Linked DNA regions of Gossypium hirsutum: regions 2, 3 and 4 are each linked to region 1. A link is a contact called in public Hi-C data. All regions are on one chromosome and are shown on one strand. Each heading gives the region's core, a stretch centred on a gene start, on an enhancer-like site or on the middle of the called end of the contact. The rest is flanking DNA. Distances are from core to core; before and after follow the strand shown. Region 1 holds the start of LOC107890314 (protein GrpE). Region 2 holds the start of LOC107956832 (tRNA (guanine-N(7)-)-methyltransferase). Region 3 holds the start of LOC107890024 (ELMO domain-containing protein A). Region 4 holds the start of LOC107946690.

The links. Hi-C and Micro-C count contacts between places; a contact is called where the count stands out from the background.
Region 2: a Hi-C map of hypocotyl shows a contact between it and region 1, with 4 times the contacts expected there. The contact joins the promoter of LOC107956832 here to the promoter of LOC107890314 in region 1. A contact is called at or near these places in 6 of 34 Hi-C or Micro-C datasets (hypocotyl and leaf).
Region 3: a contact with region 1 is called in a Hi-C map of leaf, with 3 times the contacts expected there. The contact joins the promoter of LOC107890024 here to the promoter of LOC107890314 in region 1. A contact is called at or near these places in 2 of 34 Hi-C or Micro-C datasets (both in leaf).
Region 4: a Hi-C map of leaf shows a contact between it and region 1, with 2.6 times the contacts expected there. The contact joins the promoter of LOC107946690 here to the promoter of LOC107890314 in region 1. A contact is called at or near these places in 5 of 34 Hi-C or Micro-C datasets (all in leaf).

The regions. Positions count from the first base shown.
Region 1 is chrA11:89,078,207-89,081,547 of Gossypium_hirsutum_v2.1, reverse strand. It overlaps LOC107890314 (protein GrpE), which reads left to right and starts at 1,802. Exons shown (of 3, transcript XM_016814784.2): 1 at 1,802-2,377. The coding sequence starts at 2,126. It also overlaps the pseudogene LOC107890325.
Region 2 is chrA11:89,595,961-89,599,410 of Gossypium_hirsutum_v2.1, reverse strand. It overlaps LOC107956832 (tRNA (guanine-N(7)-)-methyltransferase), which reads right to left and starts at 1,780. Exons shown (of 8, transcript XM_016892339.2): 1 at 1,280-1,780; 2 at 1,099-1,155; 3 at 878-953; 4 at 1-25. The coding sequence starts at 1,513. It overlaps LOC107891034, which reads left to right and starts at 1,814. Exons shown (of 7, transcript XM_041081970.1): 1 at 1,814-2,006; 2 at 2,104-2,276; 3 at 2,375-2,427; 4 at 2,513-2,627; 5 at 2,932-3,054. The coding sequence starts at 1,902.
Region 3 is chrA11:88,293,428-88,296,838 of Gossypium_hirsutum_v2.1, reverse strand. It overlaps LOC107890024 (ELMO domain-containing protein A), which reads left to right and starts at 1,920. Exons shown (of 10, transcript XM_016814547.2): 1 at 1,920-2,184; 2 at 2,497-2,687; 3 at 2,785-2,890. The coding sequence starts at 2,547.
Region 4 is chrA11:89,710,036-89,713,303 of Gossypium_hirsutum_v2.1, reverse strand. LOC107946690 reads right to left here and starts at 1,580. Exons shown (of 3, transcript XM_016881120.2): 1 at 1,227-1,580.

The sequences.
Region 1 (3,341 bases), core at 553-3,052:
TTTCCATGGATAACAACAAATGAAACACTAGTTCAAACCTGATTACCACCATTCTGAAGAGCTTCAACTTCTTGTGAAATGAACTTTGACATTGATACAGACTTTACACGATGAGTAAACTCACGACTGCAATACAATTTAACATAAACACAAATTACCACAAAGATGGGGCAAAAAAGGATAAAGATTCGAAAGACTTTACTTAGCATGATTCTGTTGGAGTTAAGGATAAAGACAAAGATGCAACCATCAACCAAATTTGAACAAATGATGAGATAAATCTTTAAGTTAAGGAGCTTAACATCATAAAAATGAGAAACGACAAAAGTTACAAAAACGTTTAAATTGCAAAAATCATAATTTATTGATGTATACAACTGATAAAGTTACATACTACCAAATACGTAAAGCTTCACAAAAGTGACTATTATTTATATGGGAAAATTGTGGATGCTTGAGAAACTAAAAGAAAATACTCACTGGATCCCACTGCAAGCCATGCAAACGAAAGTCCAAAAGTTTGTGCAAACATACTGAGGACCCTGAAATGATAGAACCAAAAATTAATATCAGATAAATGGAGGACATTAAAATGGAAAAAAAATAAAAAAGTTCAACACTGGATGCTCGAATAAAGTTAATTTAATCCATTCAAGTAATCCTGAAGAACCGGGTTAGCCTGATTTGAGCAGGAAAAAAAGGGTAAAAACTTGGAAGTTGAAATCTGTTAGTCTAAGTTAATTATAAAATGAAACGAAAAAGCAAATTTCAACACCCTTTTTAAAACATCTTATTTACCATCTTGACATTCATTACTAATAGTTGCGTTGTATTCATGAAATTCGAGAAACTCATTTTAAGAAACATTTTCTATAACCTCAAATCCACCTTCGTTTTTTTTCTTTTTTTCCTTTTTTTTTTTTTTACTTTCCCAGACTCCAAACAGAACTTGACTCACAACAATCAGCTAAAGTCATTTCTTACAAAATTAACCCCCCCCCAAAAAAAAAACACATTTCTAAAACCATTTACATAACCAGAAATCTCTATCCATTCTGCTTAACTCATCAACTAAAAACTAACTCTTCCAAGAGACTTTAAGTAACAAAAAAGAACAAATTTCAGAACCCATCTCTTTTTTTCATTTTTCCCACGCTTTGCCAGCATCCCTAGCACACCTTAACTATGAAACCTCCCCCCGACCCCACCTCACCACCTCATAAAATAAAATTTAAAAGAAAAGCTTGAAAAAAATTACCACGCTGTTACAGTTAATGCAACGACGATTAGGAGGCAGCTTCATGAGACCTCTTATTATCTTTTCGTTTCTTTCTTCTTCTTTTCTACTTCCCATTTCTCAATATAAGAAAATAATGATCTTCCAAAATTTAAAAAAAACCTCAAACAAACCCTAAAAAGCTTCAAAAAAACAATAATAAAAACCCAGCATGAATATTTTTTTGGTCGAAACCAAGGTAACCATCACCGATATCACCGGTAACAGTGACTATTCCCCTTGCTCTTCTAAGAGATATACGGCTGAACATAAAATATGCAGCATCCCCGATACTTTATTTTGCAGCATGCATCGGGGGAAACTGGAAATTTTAGAGGTTTGATTTTTGGGGGAATTTTTATTGTTTTTCCAAAAGAAAAAGGAAATGTTGATTGTTTTATACTCAGTTGTCTGTGATTGGGACAAGAACGCTCCGTGCCTTTCATTTTTTTTTTAATCAAAAATATTATTAAAAATATGAAAATTTAAAATTTAAATAATTTTATAACGCATATTGGATGGAATGGATATATTGCTCCTTCCACCAGATACAGGTGGAAGAAGAAATTTTATATTGGAAATATATTTCAAAAAATTTAGTCAGAGGATGTGGTGAAGATTTATTTATGTATTTAAATATAATTTTGAATAACTTTTTTAATATAGTTATTATCAATCAATTAAGCAACGGTCGCTAGGATCGGCTTAACAAACAATCATCCAACGGCCGAAATAAAACCTCAGCTTTTCTCTTTTATCTGTCTGTCTGTCACCCACCCTATTCTGCCTCTTCCTACATCTCCCTCTCTCTTTGTACCTCTTCGCATTCTCAAGATAGTTTCTTCTCCCATGGCTACTCTCATTAAGACGCTGCCGTTTAAGTCCCCTCCTCCTCTAACTCCACCTGCTACAACCTTTTCTTTAAACTCTTCGAAGCCCTTCCATGTCTGCTTCAAACAAAGACTTCCTCCTTCAAGCCGTCCCCTCCGCTTCAGCTTCACTCCCTCTCTTCGCTTCCTCAACTTGGTTCCTTTTGCTTCCACTGGAGGTGAAACTGACACTATTCATACCCAACAACAAGTTCAAGAACCCCAAATTGAGGTAACTTACAATGGCTCCCATTTTTTTCTGGGTGTGAATTTCTTGGCCTAGTTTATACGTTTATGTTATATTTCTTGAAAAATTGGTAATATCATGTATGGATATTTGAACTTAACGTTGAAGCTTGCTAGAAATGAGCAAAAAGATGGTAACTTGCTAATGTATATAATTTAGCTGTATCGAGGAATTTTCTTATCGAAAATCTTCAGTTCTTTGTAGCTTTATCGATTGGATATGCTTCACCAACTATAGACAGCCACTTTTCCTACATTTAGTAGTTATCATGAGCATTGTTAAGTTGTCCTACGTTTATTGTCCCACACCATGTTCAAATAGATATAAGACATAGTTTATCGAATGTTGGGGCAATCAACATTTTTTTTTTCTTTTTGTGGCTACTCGACACGGTATTGGCTAATGTCGTTCACTTTAGCATTTTCCGATTACCATTTACTAAATAGTTTAATGCACGGAAGCTTTTTGATATTTCTTGGCTATCATAGCTTTTCTATGATTAGGATTTAGGAGTGTTTAGAGGGATTTTTAATGGAATCCAATCAAATTATTTTAAAATTCACATGAAGGAGCAAATGAGCAATTTGTGTGGATTGAAAGGAATCAGTGAAACCTAGCAATGAACTAGGAGATTGTTCTCTTTTAGGCCATGGGGGTGAGGTCAAGCTGAAACTGATGAAGATTTGGTTGAAGGGAATCAGGACTTGAGTTTTAAGTGCATTGGTCTTTGTAACAATTATTGTGTAGTTTCTAGGCTTCTAGGCATGTTATATCCTGAATTTACAGTGGCCAACTTTATACTTGGTTCAATGCTATTCATCTTGAAAGTGAAACGTGGTGTGATAGAAATTTATAGCCAAATTTGGTGGTTGGCTCCTTTCTGGAGATGAATGTAACCTATCTTCAGTTGTTTGTGCCATAATGTCACAACTGAACTTTGATATATTAA
Region 2 (3,450 bases), core at 531-3,030, 520 kb before region 1:
AGCCATAAGAGAAATCTGCCACTTCCTGAGAAATGTTTTTTCCTGCTGTTAGATTTATCAGTACTTGTCCATGCTTTACCGTGAACAAAAAGTAAGATACCTATGACAACAATGCTAATAACTAAGTTGTGAAGCCAATTTCAGCAGACATAAGGAACGATATGAAAAAAAATTTTAACCATTAACATTCTTATCAAAGACGATCAAAGAAAGATACTTATCAAAGACGACTGGATAAAAAAGAATGTGAATGAAAGGCAACTGTTTGAACCATTGACACCATATTGAAGCTCGAAAAACTCCAGTCAGAAAACAATAAATAGCTAAAGGAACATGGCACCAGGCCTCTACAGTACTGGGTACTCTTCCCCAACTTTAACCTACCTGCTCAATATCATAATGGTATACATTATTGGATAATGTAAACAATTTACAGGTTAAAAATTCCTGTAGCTTTTCAATGTTGTCAATCAACATTTGAGGATTAAAATGCAAAAGCTCATCTATTATACAAGGATCCCAGTATCTTGGTGATGGTTCAGGTTCTCAAGGATTTAAAATCAGGAGATAAAAGAAACAGCCACTTCCTATCCCAGACTCTGCATAGATAAAATTTATGTTGTTTTGACAAATCATTTTTCTTTAAGCACCTATGTCGGATGCATATCCGAACATGGATATGGAGATATAACCCTCAAAGGACCCTTAAATCACATTGAAAGAACATGGGTAACATAGGATAAAAGGGTTCTCGTCATTAATTGGATAATAAATGGAATATTTCTTCATAGTTCTCCATGATCTAAAAGAGTTATTAAAAGGATAGCATAGCATCAGTTAGCAGATATTTTGAATGGATAGAGAGGTTACCACTTACCACTTCCAATATCCACCATAAGTGGCAATGTTGGATCCTTGAAGGCTTCATCCCAATTAGGTACAGGTGCTGGCACCTACCCAGAAGCATGAAAAAACGAAGCCAGTAAGACAAAAGCATTACTTCTTTTATCTAACACAAGAGATAATGAAAATAACCTGTTCACTACTGCATTGCAAGAAAGCAATAAGAAGAAACCCAAAAGTTCATAAATAACTCACGGAGAAAGATGAACTGAGAGGGTTGACATGTTGCCTAATTCTTACATGACCCAACTCCTGCAACCGAATAAAGGGGGGAGGGGAACCCACCGTTATCATAAAAAGAAGAAAAAATTATGATTAAAAGAAAAACTTGATGACCCATTATGATGAAAAGATAAAAGTTGAGGATGGAGGGGACCTGAGAAATCTTGTCAGTGAGGTTAAGGTCGGCATACTCGAGAGCCACCAGATCAGTACTCCTAATCTCCTTTTTATCTGTAATGGGAACTGAAAGGGAAGCAGAAGTTTTGGAAATGCAATATTTGTGGCCAAGAGAAGAAGGGAATTTGTGTAGTAGTATTAGTGAGGAAAGAATTTGTTTTGCAGCCCCTGGGACAGCAGCACAACTGTTTAAGCAAAGGGATGAAGCCATTTCACATTCCTTCTTCCACTGGCATTTCCTCCAACTTTTCGAACAGTGCTAAAGGGTCGGGCCTCCTTCCAAAGTTTGTTGGATTGGGTGTAGGCTTATGTTTTAAGGGCTCAACCCCTTAGAGAGGCCTGTATCCTCTTTGATGTTATAAAGAAAAAAGAACATCTAAATTAATTGACAAAGGCATATCATTATCAAACCCCATAATCCTCCCAGAAAAACAAATGAAAAATGCTCTACGTCCTTTAACCATCCAGAACCTTTGGTGGATATCCTGCCAAGTATCAGTTAAAAGAAGACCTTCATAGTATTTGTTACAACAGCAAATGTCACAAACACATTTAACAGTACAAGCCAGTGGAGAACAAGTCCATAACTTGTGGAAGACATGGCTTTGGGTTTGCCACCACTCAATTTCAAACTCCAGTGCTCCTCTACTTCCACCTTCTCCTCATCCTCTTCAACCAACTACCGCCCTGCCGTCATCCTTCCTGTTAATTCTCCATGCGCTTATTACCTTCTTCTTATGCTTAAACATGTTTATGTTTTGTTGCATTTGACCCCTTTCTTTTTGGGTTTTCTCATTTCAGGGGTTAGGGAATAATACAGGTGACTATAAGAAGTTGGAGTTCACCTTGCAAGAGTATGGAGTGTCCACCGTTGTTGCTAATGTTTCAAGAATTGATTGGCTGAGGAATGCAGCTGGCTTGGTGGACCCTAACTACTGGAAAGGCACTTTGCAGCCTAGGCCTGTTCTTGACTGGTATTTATCTTAAGATCCCTTTCGATTTAAACAATGCAGAACGTATGCAAGTTGTAACATAGAAATTTGGTTAATGATTAGATATTGCGTGAAAGCAGGTATTTGAAGAGGGTTGATGATGCAGTTCAAGAAGCAAAGGAATTGGCACAAGGTATCAATCTTTGCCATTACCTTTCAGTAATGTTCTGACTCGAATGCAAATATTATATACAAATATGCGTCTAAACCTATAAAAGCATGTGATTGTAGGTGGGAAATTGTCAGTGATTGGTCACTCAGCTGGAGGGTGGCTAGCTCGTCTTTACATGGAAGAATTTGGACTCTCCCACATCTCCTTGCTTCTCACTCTTGGTACTCCCCACTTGTAGGTCTTTTATTTCAATACTCAACTATTTTTCTCTCGGAAGCTTCTGTTTGTTCAAATGATTTTAGTAATTTTTTTTAGTTTCTTTTCGTATATTTGGCGGATCATAACCCTAAAAATATGTATCGTATTGGAAAAGTGAGAAGTAGAGGGTGATTGGATGGTCAACTGCTGTAATCCCATTTGCAAGCACTGGCTTTTCCTTTCTTTTGTAATCATTCAACCTCCAAATGACTGAAGGGGAGAAGAGTGCTTAAAAGCCTTATCTATGTATTTTGGTCTATTTTGCAGGCCTCCTCCGAAAGGTTTGCCAGGGGTCATTGATCAAACAAGGGGCCTACTATATTATGTTCAACAACACTGCAAAAAAGCTGTTTATACTCCTGAGTTGAAATATGTATGCATTGCAGGGAGGTAAAATCAAACTCAGATCCTGTTCCTGTTTCTGCATTAGTTCTACTTCACTCTATTCAAGTTGCCAAATACCTTTTTCATTTTACTCGTTCACGTGTTGCTCCAACTCCTAATTTTTCTTGAATTTCTTGTCTGACACATACGCGGACAATAACGTATGGGAAGATGATACTCAAAAAACCTTCCAAATACCTGAACAGTCAACTCTTCCAACATATTATAGGGGACAACCTATCATTCTTCTGCAAAACTTGTGCAGAATCTAAATTGAAATATATGACATTATTTTATGGATTTGGATCCCTTAAAGTTGATGATTCACATAAAACCTGACACATTACTCAGTTGCTTAATATGAGAACTTTGGATAAGACAGGGATTAATGAAGCAGAAAAT
Region 3 (3,411 bases), core at 671-3,170, 780 kb after region 1:
ACCAAATTTACAAGCTTCATAGAGTTCCTAAATGCATTATTTCTGATATAGATAAGATATTCATTAGTTTATTTTGGTAGGTTTTATTTAAACAATTAGGGATTAAGCTTCATTTGTCCACTACATATCACCCTTAGACTGATGGCCAAACAGAGGTCTTAAACAGGTGCTTAAAAAGGTATTTGAGATGCATGTCAAGGGAAATGCCTTTAGATTGGGTCTTATGGTTGCCCCTAGCAAAATGGTGGTATAATACTACTTATCATCCTGCCATATAGGTTACTCTATATGAGGCCTTGTATTACTAAGAACCTCCTTATCATATACCCTATTTGGCAGGATCCTCTCTAGTTGTAATAGTGGATCGTGGTTTACAGCAGAGGGAGGAAACTAGGAACATGATGCGATTCCATCTAAAAAGGGTACTGGAGAGAATGAAACAAATGCCTAATAAGAGGCTCTCTGAGAGGGAATTTCAAGTAGGTGACTTGGTCTATTTGAAACTTCAACCCTATAGGCAACACTCCATCAGGAAATGGGGTAATAAGAAGTTTTCTACTCACTATTTTGGACCCTATCTAGTCGAAGCTAAGAGGGGCAAAGTCACATACAAACTGGCTCTACCAACTGATGCCTGTATTCACTCTACCTTTCACGTGTCTCAACTCAAGAAACACATTGGCTCAGCTCCTAGTTCTACTACTTTGCCCTCTGTAGGTTCTAAAGGCAACCATGTCAAGCTACCAATTCGCATTCTTGATAGAAGGATGGTGAAACAAGGAAATCAGGTAGCTACTAAGGTGCTAGTAGAATGGACCAACACTTTTCCTGAATATTCCATGTGGGAGCGTTTGAGTGAGTTTCAGTAGAAATTTCCACTATTTCATCATTGAGGGCAAGGATCATCTTCGGGAGAGGACTACTTGATATGGAATAATTAGTAATAACGGTTAACTTTTTTTTAATTCTATTAATTTTAGTATTGTAGCAAAACACTGTGTTTTAGGAATTTAGTATTCCAATGAAAATGGTGCGTGTAAGGGGGGAATTAGGTCAGTACTTAAAATGGTGAGTTTAGAGTAAGTAGCCATACAAGTTAAACAGTGTGTATTGAGCTTATTTCTGTTACTACTCGATTGTTAAATTTGTCCGTTACTCACTCTTTTTATGGACCAATCAGAGAAGGGTGAGGCAGTTATGAAATTACAGATGGTTTCCTTTTTCATTTCTTCTTTCTGAATTCTTGTTCTCTCGTTCTCTCTGTTTCTTCCTTATTCCTTCATTTTTTTTTGCTCAAATCTTCATCCCTTATCAGGGTATTGAACTTTACATACAGGATGCTTATGTCAGCCCCAAATTCCCTTAAATATTAGGAAGATAGAATAAGTTCATGAAGCACAAACTAACTAACAAAAAGTTCAATATTTAAATAATCGAAAAACTTAAATCGAGCTCAAACTCATTAAAATCTAGAGCTTATTTGTTAAACTAATAGGATCACATGACAAATAAAAAACCGATTTTCTAATAAGAAAAAAAGCTTCAACATAATTCATACACTATGTACAAAACATGAGTTACTAACATCCTTAACAAATAAAAGACATTACATCAATCAATGAATTAACAAAATAGATGTAAAATAAAGGTAGACAGACAACGGACAACTTAGAACCTCAATAACATATACTAAAAGCTCGAGTTGACCTCAAATATGATCTCTTTATTCCACCATTATCATCTCTTACCTTGCTTATCTTTTGTTATTCATACACTAACTTAAGCATTGAGAGGCTCTCAAAGTTGAAATTCTGGGCCTCGTAATTTACTTTGTTTTACAGATCACAAGCCCACAAGCGGATCCACAGCTGGCCTCAACAACTAGTACGAGAATAATCATTATTAATTAAAATTGGAATTTAGAAGAATCTCTTACCCCTCCAACTCCAACGTCCTAACCAGGAAGGAACTCTAACAACAATATATAAAGGACACATACCGGAGGGGAGGAATTGAAATAATAGAGTTTCAAATTTCTTAAAACTCTGTTATTTCCTTATTTACTAACCTACCTTTTATTGTTTCTTTCGTTCTTTCTTTGGGGGTTTACCAGCTTTCCTTACACTTCTGGGTTTCCTCTTACTCTACGTTAAGGCCTTCTCCAAATTCGATTTCAGCATTCCTGTAAGTTTTCTTTTCTTTTTTTATCCGTTTTGGATGCAAATTTTAAACCTAATTTGAAATTTTCAATAGAATTTGATGCCGAAATTGGATTTTTTCTTCGTCATCTGAATTTCTGATTGCTTGCTTAATTTTTGTAATATAGCACTTTTGAGTTCCAAATTGGCGGCTAATTTTAAATTTGGAAGAGTATCGTGTTGCCAACCATTTTCAGTGCTAATTCAAAATTTGCATAGTTGCTTGTTTAATCTATTTTAGCAGTTTGGGGGGTTTTGATATATATTCTGTTCCTTTTTTTTTCCAAAAAATAAAAAGAATTTGTTAGGGTTTAAGGAAGAATTGGTGCAAATCTTGAGCTGTAATTAATGAGACCTGGTGCCTTGCGAAGGCGGCTTGATCATGGGGACGTTGGCAGGATGAGCAATGGAAATTATATGATGACGGGATTACATGGTTTAGATGAACCTTTGTTAGGGAATCGTGATTACAGTGGCAGGCATTCTGAGGTGATTATGCCATTGCTTATTTTAAGTATGCTTTATTGCAAGAAAGGGGAGAAAGAGTACTGCTAACATTAAAGTTACCTTCTCCGTTATGTTACAGGGGAAAACGCTAGAGTGTATTTGGGTTGAAGGGCAAAGGAAGGAGCATTTACATTGGGCTGCGCTTTTGTTCACTAACTTGATTGTGCAATGGGCACAATGGATAGGCGAGATATTATCAGTGTCGTTTCTGTTTTTGGATATGAGATTTTACTGTTTGCAATGTCTATAATTGCAGTTTCAATCTACTTGTATTATATTGCTTCTTTTGGTTGCTGGTTGTTGACTTCAAAAGTTAAACCATTAAGTTAGCCAGTTACTAATCTGTTGAGCATATTGGTATATTAGATTGTTATGCGCGTAAATTGCATACACTAGTGTCTATATTTAAATATACTTATGCAACATGGGAAACTTTTTGCATTAGTTTTCTGAGTACTCCCCTCATATCTCCTAAGCATTTGCCAAAGTTTCCCTAATAGAAAGCACAGTTGCGGGAATCTCTCTATCAATGTAGTTTGTAGAAACAGAAGTGCGCCACCTGTTTTGTAATTGGTGTTCTCTGCTCATCACATGATTTTATAACTTCACGTTCGTTCATGAATAATGGAGGGTAATTCATAGAAAGAGAATTGTATACTCAGAGGGGAAATGTTGTAAGAGTAGAAATGGTGAAACAATGAGTTCT
Region 4 (3,268 bases), core at 331-2,830, 630 kb before region 1:
ATTAAGATCATTTTCACACTAGAAAGGTGAATAATATTTACTACGATTTTTCAGCAGCGAAAAATGAATAAATCAGTTTATTCCCAGATGTATTCGAGGCCATGATCAGTAGTAGTACGATATGAAGATCTTATCATAAACCTCAGTTTATCAGTTCTCCTGTTTGTCTCACCAATTTGAAAATCTATGCAAAAATTAAGCCCGAGGGTCTCCTACAAATTAATGTAAATGTCCATAAGGGATTAAGCTAAACCATATCAGCTGTTGCTTCCAAGCTAAGCAAGTCGCCTAAAGAGTTTATGCTTCTTTTAATTTTCAGATTGTTCTCCTCTAAGTTAAAAACTTTACAGTCTTCAAAGATGATTGAAATAGAACAAACAAGCTCACAGAAGACTAAGAAACAGGAAACAAGGTGAACCGTCAATTTAAAATTGATATGAAATCTTTGCATTGTAAACGGTGCTTCTTTCATCCAAGCCACAGAGAACGTAGACGCAAAAGTTGAACGCGTAATCACCTAAAGAACTGAATTCAAGAGATTTCTGTAACTAAGACCAGTCAAGAAAAATTATATATATGCCTAGAAACAGTCAAGAAAAGCTGTCAGCCATCTATGATAGATTTTCCTAACTAACAGAAAAGATGCCAACCATCTATCATCAGTTTTCCTAACAAACTTTTCATTCATCATGAAAATGATCACATAAATTAAAAGAAGCCATCAACATCTTCTCTAAATATTCATCAAGTAGCTATACAATCTGGTTCCTTCAAGTTTCTCTTAAAACAACCAACTGACCTTAGCTAAATCAAAAAAGTTACCATAATTAAGCTTCCATGTGAAAGACTATAGAGTTCAATAAGATCCCAACTGAAAACAACAAACATGTTGCTTAGAATTCAAATTTCTTATCTTTTAGCATACTTTTCCATCAACCAACCAAAACAAAAGCCTTGCAACTAGAACTCCAATGGAAAAACCACCAATAAATGGAATACCTATATTGAATTTTAACAAACATATGTTGGTTACTTGCAATCATACCCCCCCCCCCAAAAAAAAATTTAAAACTCAACTAAAAAACCAGCTAAAAGTCTACAGCCAATCAACTTACAAAAGTCAAATTCACTTGAACAACCCAACACACATAATCACCCTCAAAAACCAAAATTCATATTGAAGTTAAGTAGAAGAACAAAAGAAAATAAAAATAAAAAGAACCCACCTCTGAATGAAGCTTTTTCTTCATAAAAAAGCTGAAGGAAACAAATTTCCCAGAAAAGAAAACATATCAAAACATTATTTCCCCCCAAAATCCTCTCTCTTTATGTTCTTTCTACTCCAAAAAAAAAAAGGTTCTTTTTAAGGAATGTAAACTTTTAATCAGTCTTGTTCAACGACGAAAAAGAAGAAGATGGAAGAAAAAGGCTTTTAAAGGGCTTTAAGGCAATCTGGGTTTTCACGTAAGACTCTGGTTTTTCACAGATCACGAGGAAACTCTATTTTTCCTTTTAATTTTTCTTTAGTTTTATTACTTTATAAGCCCTTCTTTCTTGGGTTCATTTTTTTCTCGAATGTGAGTATGTAAATATTATAGTAATTAAAATATTATTTTTGCATAATTGTCACGAAATGGAGGCAGAAAGTAAAGAATTTGTCTTTTTCCTACAAGTACTAAATCAATGGCGGAATAGATGAGAAAATTATTTTAATAAAATACAATACTAAATACAAAAATATTGAGATTGTACTTAAAAATAAAATAAAATAAAATAATTGGAGGAGAGAGAGGACGTGAATACAGCTGTAACCAACGCAAGGGTTTGGTCGATTTGCTAAGCAAAGAAGGTATCGTTTTCGGACACATATGCTTCTCAATTTTTTTATATACTTTTATATTTTAATTTTTTTTATTTTATTTTCCGGAAACTACCCTATATTATATTTACAAAAAGAAGACGTACAATTTCCAAATTTTCTTATCTCAATTTCAAAATATTTTAAGATAAAAAAGAATTTCTTATTTAATTAAATTATGGATAAATTATGGATAAATTTTTGTTTTGATCATTAAATTATTTAAAAGTTTTCGTTTAAGTCATTCGACTATTAAAATTATTGCTATATGATTTTTTATGTTCGCACTATGTGTATCAATTCAATTTTTTTCATTAAACTACTTTGGACATTACGAATCTGCAAATTAAGGTTCAAACAATTTTCTTTTTCTATCTTCGATATTAGTCGTCAAACTGACTTGGATCTAAAGTATTTTCTTCTACTCATCGATGGATATTGATCGATCGTATTGATTGTCGAATGATTTCTTAGACCTTATTAGCTAAATTTAAAAAAAACTTAACTATTAAATCATTTAAATAAGAATTTTTAAATAATTTAATGACTTAAATAAAAATAATTAAATTATAAAATTTTTAATTAAATAAGGGGAATAAGAATTATGATTAATGATATAGTTTAGCTTTTTTATTTTAATATTTGCAATGGCGTAGTGACTTCAAATTTTCTTGACAATACGAATTGATTATTGTTCATTTATATATTGAAAGTATACTTTATATTACTATTAGTATAGTTTTTAATTAAATTCCCTTTAAAAACAATTAAATTTAAAAATTCTGCTTACAAAATAATAATTCAAATCAACCGACATGAATTAATATAAAATAAAATTCATTCAAGACTCCTTGTGTTTCTTTACTAAATAAACCTATTTCATACGTCATAAAAACTCTTAAACTGTTTTCTGTAATTTAATTTATTTATATTTAATTTTAAAATTGTTAGACCATAATATGAATAAAGATAAATATCTATCAATTCTATTTAGTACTGTGTAGGTAAGGGTAGAGCAAGAATAGACTTTGGCCTTTTGATTTAGTCCTTGTAAAAATAGTAAAATTATAAGTTATACAATGATAAATTTACATTTTAGCTCTCATAAAATTTATAATTCAACTTTGCCTCCCCAAAAAAATTATAGCTTCGCCCCTAAATGTTGGACCACTCCTTACACCGAAAACCAATAAGAAGCAAGCTTGGGAACCAAGCATAAGTCCAGAAGGTATTATCCCTTTCAAATCTTTATCTTTTTCACTTAGCTATGATAGTTTGCTCTCTTTACAACCATGGGTCCAAGTGTAACACCTTATACCTGGCCCAATCGCCGAGCCTGAATATCAGGATGTCACACCATTGTCACACATCATATGCATTACAGATGGTCTTATTATTTAGCAAACATCT